Linked DNA regions of Ovis aries: region 2 is linked to region 1. A link is a contact called in public Hi-C data. All regions are on one chromosome and are shown on one strand. Each heading gives the region's core, a stretch centred on a gene start, on an enhancer-like site or on the middle of the called end of the contact. The rest is flanking DNA. Distances are from core to core; before and after follow the strand shown.

Region 1 (3,860 bases), core at 1,331-3,830:
TGCAGTTGCCCTCCATTCTCCCAACACGGGGCAAAGCTCGGGCTGGGTTTAGAAGCAGCACTCCAGGAACAGCCGTGGCGGGCACTGGGTACAGTGATCCTCCCAGGCCCCACTCTGGCTCTAGGGGGCTGGTGTGGAAGGATGGACAGCTGGGGATATATGGCAGCCTCAGGCCAGGGAGCAAAGAGGACACAGAGCTGAGCTGCACCCATGTCAGAGCTAAGCTTGCAACTGCCACCCCCCGACCCCCAACTCCCTCCCTAACTCGAAGAACCCGGCTCTTTCCCCACACTCCAAAACCAAACACGAAGCTTTGAGATGTGTGTAGCTAATGCGTAGGCAGCCCAAGCAAGCAGAGGCATGGCATGCTGGAACCTGGAACGGGACAGGAGCCCTGCTGGGTTCTGGGTTCTTTTAGAAGCCAGGGGAGGGGTTGCCTTCTAGATCCTGAGATTTGGACCCTACTTCTTCCCAGCCACTGGCTGTCAGCCTTAGTGTCGGGGTTGGGGGGGTGGGGGGGGGGGGGTGGAGGGAGGGGTAGGTGGGGGTGGGGTGGACTCACATCCTAAATGCTGCTGTTGCCTCCCACTCAAAACCCAGAGGGCTTGGCAGGGGCAGGAAAGGAGTAACACCCCTCCCAAGTCTAGATCTGGCCTCTGGCAGGGGAGCTGGAAAAATCCACAGGTCCGACTTCCGGTTCTGCCCTCACCCCCGAGTAGATGATGCTGTTTCATTTGTCATCTATGAAATGCAGATGAGGATGGTGGTAATGATGACCATAACACCTGACTTGGCTGCCTCTCCCCCTCTGTCCTGAGGACCCACCGAGCTCACACGCTCGGAGAAGCGCAAAGTGCTCGACAATCACCAGGTCGTGTCTTCCCCTTCCTCTGACGTCACCTGGCTCTCCTCCCCGCCCCACAAAAGGCAAGCACGGCAGCTGAGCACACGCGTGCGTGCGCGCGCACACGCACAGAGGGCAAGCAGAAGGCCAAGGCAGGGGCTCAGAGCCCTGGGGGAGGGGAGGGCAGACCCCTCCTGGAGGGGCTGAGTTCTGCCGGCGCATCCGCAGGCCTCGCTGCCCCCCGCCCCAGCCCCCCGAAAGCAGCAGAATCAGGGCCTGGGAGGCTGGTACAGCAGCCCTGAGGATGGAGAGCAGAATTCCATTGAGATGCTCTTGCAGCCCCCTTCCCTGCAAGGCCTGCTGCCGCGGGATGCAGACCAAGAGGAGGCTGACCTTCCAGGACAAGCAAGCATTGAGCAGGCAGTTTTTCCTGCATCTTGAGCACCTGCCAAAGATGAGGGAGTTGGGCTGAGCCCAGGGCAGCCAACCTGTATTCAGTGAGGAGATGACAGTCCCCCCAGCACCCTACAAGGTCATCGATGGTGGACACGAGAGACTGGCCCCCCCGTCTCAAGGCCAGACGCCCCTCCTCCAGCTTTCTTCCTCCCAGTGCAAACTGGCCGGCTTAGAAATTGTGCTTTCTCTTCCGAGACCTGGTAGTCCGTGCTGGAGCTGGTACTGGGGGCGCCTCTCGGGGCTCCGCCGGGTGAGCCTCGGCTGGGGGGCTGGGGCCCACGGGGGCGGCCCCGGCAGGCCCCCGCTGAGATGCCTGGACCCCATCCCGGATCTCCATCAGCGTCTGGCACGCCTGGCTGACGCGGCCGCTCAGCTCGGCCATGGCCTGGCCGATGGCCTGCATGCTGCTTGCTAGGTCCCGGTGCGCGGCCACCAGCTCCTGGCAGAACTGCCGGAACACCTCAGTCTGCTGGGCGTGGGCATGGAGGAGCTGCCAGTCCAAGCCCGCGCTGGGCGGGCCGGGGTGCGGCCGAGGGGTCCTGCAGGCAGCCTGGGGCGAGGGCCGGGGCAGGGCCTCCGGCTTGGGGCCCACCGTCTCGGACTGGTCAGACGAGGAGGAGGAACGGAGCAGGGTGGGCCTGGCCAGGCAGGCCTCTTCTTCCGGTGAAGGCCGCAGGGGCACCCGCAGTGGCTGCCTCGAGGGCCCGGGGGTCTCCTCGTCTTCATCATCTTGGGGGATAAAAAAACAAAGAAGGGCGAATGATTACAACCCGGAGAAAGACGGCACCTCTGGGCTTGGACACAGCCCCCCGCCGGCAAAGTTACCAGTTTCCCCCGCCCTGCTACCCCTCTGCCTAGTTTGGCCTCTGCTTGCTCCCCATCCACCCGTGGAAAAGTATCTGCTCCCTAGGCCCCCAGGGTGTTTGGGCCAAGCACCCCAGGGAGACAGGTGAGCATGAACCCCCCGCGGTCCCCAGGCTCCCTTCCTATCACAGGCACAGCGACACTCTAGAGGGAACGTGGTCCCAGAGACGGCATGTCAACCCATGGGCTCACTTCCTCTCTCTGCAGCTCAGTTTCTCAAAGCAAAGATAACAACTGCTCTACCTACCTCCCCGACCTCTTGCCCATCTCGCAGGGCTGTTAAGAAGACTACACAAGAGGAAAGAAGAAAGCTCTACACTGCCAGAAAAGTACTATGAGGCTCTTGGCCACCACCCCGAGTTCCAGCCTCCACGTGGCCGTTTCTGAGTTGCTTGGGGCCACCTTGTGGCCTTGCTGGAATCTGCCACTTTTAGTGATGGTGGGGGAAGCTCACAGACTGGAGAAAGGAGGCAAGGGATAGACCAGCCCAGACAGGGAGGAGCAGATCTATCTGGGCAATAAGCCCTGCTGCCCCCTCGGTGCCCCCAGGCGGGCTCCCGGAGCAGACACAGCCCATCTACCCAGGAACACCCGATGGCACACAGGGAGCATCAGACAGACCGCTCCGCGCGGCCCGTCACAGGGAGGGGCCCAGCCCTGCACACTCAGATCTCGGCGGCTCTCTCATGACCAAGGTTGTGCTGAGCTAATTCCCGTAGCAAGAGTGAAAAACACACAGGCTGACCCTTCAAACAGGCACATGTCTCTGCCTGTATGCGAGGCGGGGGGCTGAATTCAGAACCACCCCAGGGAAGGTGACAGGAACACAGATTCTGGTTGCCCTGGGCTGCATGCCTCCCACGAGTCCTGGCGTCCCCTTGGGCCAGCATAGAGAGCCGAGTGCCTTGTAGACCCCCACTTGGTGGACTCCCACTTTGTGGGGAGAGGGGTGCTGGAAGGAGCGGGATGTACTGTGGTGATGTCGCTTCCCTCCCTTTCAGGGCCTCGTCCCACCCAGCCTCTGGCCAAGTGCCGCAGCAGCTGGGAAAAGGAGGGCCCGTCCCGCCTGCAGTGGAGGGGTCCTGGGCCCCCTGCCCAGCTCACGTCACGTTTGGTAATCTCATTACCTTCAGTCTCGGAGAGACAGAAGGATGAGCAAGACAGAATTTAAGAAACAGACTTCACCTAGATAGCCCCCTTCTTTTTCTCATAATTTGGTAGCATCGTCCTGAAACTTGGGAGCTGGGATTCTCGGGGACCTGGCAGACCCAGGTTCGAATCCCTACTCTGAATCTACTCCTGAGACTGCCTCTGCGTCTGAAGCTTAGTTTCAGGGGAAGCTTAGCTTCATCTGGACCACACAGAGGTCAGACTAGAGGGTGTCCTCCTTCGTCCTTAGTTCTTAATAGCTAACTCTGAGTAGCCCCCTGTCAGGAGCCCTCCCCAGGCCAGACAGGAAATTAGCACGTTCCCTGCAGTAGGGGGCCTGGGAAGGGAAGGCTGGGTCTCTGTGAACCATCTTCCCCTGGGCTGGCCCGGCTGGCATCCCTGGAGCCCTCCTGCCCTGCTGGTCACTGGGAAGCCGGACGGCCTCCAGCTGGGCCCGCAGGTGGGGGCAGACGTGCGTAGAAGCAGAGCTAAAAGTGGGTGGCAGCCCCAGCAAGGAGTCGGGGCGAGGGGGGGGGGGACTCGAGTG
Region 2 (3,895 bases), core at 710-3,209, 73 kb before region 1:
AACGGACATGAGTTTGAGTGAACTCTGGGAGTTGGTGATGGACAGGGTGGCCTGGCGTGCTGCAGTCCCATGCGGTCGAAAAGAGTCGGAAATGACAGAGCGACTGAACTGAACTGAGAGAAAGGATTAGAAGGAGATGATTGCTTTGACCAAAGAGATGATGTTCTCGGACTGACAAACCCAGGCCTTAAGAGAACTGGAAATTTCTCCTTCTTTCCTCTTGGAAGCTGGCTGCGGTGCTGTGAGAAGCTCCAGTCGCGTAAGGAAGAACCCAAGTGCTTCATACACAGCCCAGTTGTGTCCTGAGCAGTAGCCAGTACCAACCACTTGCCATGAGGTATGCCATCTTGGATGTTTCAGCCCAGCTGACTGTTGTCCCAGGAGATACCATGTTGAGCAGGAAAACTGCCCAGCTGAGCCCAGTCAATGCACAAACCACATGAGAAGTCACAAAAGAATTGCTCTAACCCACTACATGCTGAGCTGCTTCAGTCATGTCCGACTGTTTGCAACCCCATGAACTGTAGCTCACCAGAATCATGGGATTCTCCAAGCAAGAATAGTGGAGTGGGTTCCTTCTCCAGGGGATCTTCCCAACCCAGAGATTGAACTTATGTCTCCCACATCTCCTGCATTGCAGGCAGATTCTTTACCCACTGAGGCACCTGGAAAGCCCTCTAATATACTAAGTTACGGGTTTATTATGCAGAAATGGATAACACTGGGAGGTATCAAATATTGGTCACGTCGGCATCTCGACTGAAAAGGTCTGGCTAGAATGATCATAGATTTGGGAGTCATCAGCCTCATGGGAAGTTTAGAACCCTATTTGAAACGAAATCACCAGCGACTCACAGCAAATGCTCGCTGAATTAAATGAAACATTCCACATAATGAAAATCACTGGAAAGCCCTGTTTGTGATCTGAGACAACCCTCCTCATGCCTGGAATTCTAATTTTCCCTCACTCGAAGCACACTAAATTTCTTTCTCTGGATCAAAGCATGGACTCCTAGCTGCTGCATTTGATACTGTTTATCCTTCTAAGGTAAGTCCTTTCCTTTAGGGTGGACTTGAATCCCGCAAACTTGAGTTTGGATTTTTCAACCTGCCCCACATCCCCTCTGAGTCTAGGCTTCCTCATCTGTAAATGGAGATGAGAATACATGCCAATCTCATGGCTAAGGAAGTGCAGACAGATGTGAAAAGACTCATTGCAATCATCCTCTCCAGGACAATATAGGTATAGTCTCAACCCCAGACACGGCATCAGTGCCCTCTCCCTGGTCACCAGTCCCTCTCCCTGGTAGTAAGCACATGGCAAGTTCAGGAGATGGGAAATCTCCAGCTTTTTGTGTTTGAAAAAGTTCTTGCAAGCCTCGATTTTCCAGCCTCCTTGGCCAGAGGGTGAACAAAGCTTTTTTGTTCAGCCCTTAAGTCGTATCAGATTCTGCAAACCCCTGGACTGCAGCATACCAGGCTTCCCTGTCCTTCCCCATCTCCCAGACTTGGCTCAAATTCATGTCCATTGAGTTGATGATGCTATCTAACCGTGTCATCCGTTGCTGCCCTCTTCTTTTGCCTTCAATCTTTCCCAGCAGCATCAGGGTCTTTTCCAAGGAGAGGGCTCTCTGCACCAGTTAGTAGTCTGGTAAAACGACCTCCTATCCAGACAGAGCCGCAGGCCAGGGTTTGAGTCCTGGTTTGCCGACTAACCTAAGGCACAGTGTGACCTTGGCGAGCTCCTGTTCTTGAACCCAAGTGTCCTGCGTAAAGCGTTAAGGGTGACTCGAGATGAGAGGACGATGCGCTCAGGTGCCTTCCACCTGAGCGGATCCGCCTCGGGCCGGGGTGGGGGGTCGGGTCACGTGCTGGGCTGACGCGGTGCCGCGCCAGCCAGCTCCGGGTCCAGCCTCCCGCTCTGACGTCCTCGGGCCGCCCTCCCTACCCGCCCCTCCGCCCCTCCGCCCCTCCGCCCCTCCGGCGGCGGCGGCGGGAGAGCGGCTGGCCCGCCTGGTCCCCAGGCCCGGGAGGCGCGCGGCGGCGGGACCGAGCCCGGTGCGGGAAGCGGGGCACCATGGTGCTGTCGGTGCCGGTGATCGCGCTGGGCGCCACGCTGGGCACGGCCACCAGCATCCTCGCGCTGTGCGGGGTCACCTGCCTGTGCCGGCACATGCACCCCAAGAAGGGAGTGTTGCAGCGAGACCTGGAGCCCGACCCGGAGAAGGCGAAGCCCAGCGTGCTGCGGTCCGCCCAACAGGTGAGCGGCCGCGGGCCTCGGCCTCCCCCGGGCTCGGGTGGGGGTCTCCCTGGCCGCTGCGCAGGGGGAGTGGATGGGAAGGAATGGTTGGCGTTCTTCTTTGCGCGACAGAGCCCGGCTGGGAGTGGGGACAGCGGACGGATTTGGACAGCGGATGTGTTCAGAGGCCCTGGGCCTGGGGCAGGGGGTCCCAAAGGCCTGGGGGTGGGGGGGTGACTAGGGTACAGGAGGAAAGGGGCCAGCAAGCCTAAGGCACGGGCATGGGAGTGAGTGGGAAAGGGGGCTTGGATAGAAATAGGAGCTGGGAGGCGAGTTGGGGGCCGGGGGGAGTAATAAAACAGGGAGGCTGTGAGGGTTTGGAGCAGGGGGCTGCGAGGCTTAGCGGAGAGGAAGAGGGGAATGACCGAGAAGGAGAAGCTCCAGGAACTGGGGAGAAGAGAAAGGGTGACAGAGAGCAGAGTGAGGCCGTTGTGCCGCTGGCTCAGGGGAACTCACTGACCGAGCTAAGAAGGGAGAGAGAGGGTGGCAGCCGGGGGCTGCAGTGGGAGCGGGGGAGGGGGCGGTTGGGCGGGGGGGTGCTGGGGTCTGGAGAGGCAGGTGAGTATGGAGGGCCTGGGGGACGCTCACCCGCTCCCAGCGGCCCTCAGCTCCAGCCAGCCTGAGGGAGTATCTCTGAGCCCCCCTCCCACCTCCCATTCCCCAAAGATGTGGCTGCAGATGTCTCTGGAGACCGGAGGGCTTTTATCTCCACATGAGCTCGTCCCCCAGGGCCTCTCTGGGCAGAAAATGGGTGGGGTCCCCATTGTACAGTGCAGCCGAAGGGGGTCTGAGAAAGGTTTGGGAGGACTGCCCTATGTGGGCTGTGAAGTCCAGGACACATCCCCAAAGTGGCAGAGGTGAAATGTCCTCTGCAGACCCCGGGGAAAGGGAGAGACTGGAGGAAGGCAGGCCCCACCTGGGGAAGAGAGAGGTGACTTCACGACTTCCCTGGGCCCCCTCGATTCCTTCCAGGGCTCAGAGCTCCAGGAGCGGCACTACAGAGCCCTGCCTCCGCCTTCCTTTTGCCAATTAATTATTCAAAAGCTCAGGCCCAGCTGCGGGGGCCCTGTCAGTCACTGTGAGAGGGAAGGAAATGGCTGCTGTCCTTGAGGCACTTAGGATCCCAGCAAAGTGACATTCATGCTGGCAGGATCCGGGGTCAGCTGGGCAGGGCGATGTGGGATCCAGAGCCGTCTGAAATGGGAGCAGCGGGCTCCCCACGGGGCCTGGGAGGGGGTCCAGGGTGGGGGGCTGCTGGACAAGCTCTTCTCCAAACATGGAGGCCCCAACCTCCTCTCCCACTCGGCACACTTGAGGGACAGCCATTCATTCTTCTGCCTTTCACCGTGGCAGCTCTTCAGGCATTGTCCGGCCCCCTCCCCCGACTTCCCGGAAAGAATCACTAGGGCCCTGTTGGTGCAAATGACCTCCGGGATCACTTCCAGCTCTTTGTCTTCCTGAGGACCAGTAGCCCAAGCAGCGGCCAATGACCTGTTAAAGACAAACCAGATCCTGCGTCTCCCAGGCTTAAAATCCTCCCCAGCTTCTCACTGAGCTTTTGAACAGACCACAGCCACTGTAGCCTGGCACTTGCCG

What was found. A called contact is a pair of places that touch in the nucleus more often than the background predicts.
Region 2: a contact with region 1 is called in a Hi-C map of hypothalamus, with 3 times the contacts expected there. The contact joins the promoter of SYT13 here to the enhancer-like site in region 1. A contact is called at or near these places in 6 of 16 Hi-C or Micro-C datasets (hypothalamus, liver, muscle and 2 more).

What each region holds. Positions count from the first base shown.
Region 1 is chr15:74,171,906-74,175,765 of ARS-UI_Ramb_v3.0, reverse strand. The region is part of intron 5 of PRDM11 (PR/SET domain 11); the gene reads right to left. Among named protein-coding and RNA genes, the nearest start is that of PRDM11, 70 kb to the right of the region's middle. Within about 2 kb of position 2,580, at least 10 of the 54 cell types and tissues checked have an H3K27ac peak or open chromatin away from gene starts, as enhancers often do. A contact at or near this core is called in hypothalamus, where this site is marked.
Region 2 is chr15:74,244,153-74,248,047 of ARS-UI_Ramb_v3.0, reverse strand. SYT13 (synaptotagmin 13) reads left to right here and starts at 1,959. Exons shown (of 6, transcript XM_027979653.2): 1 at 1,959-2,260. The coding sequence starts at 2,078.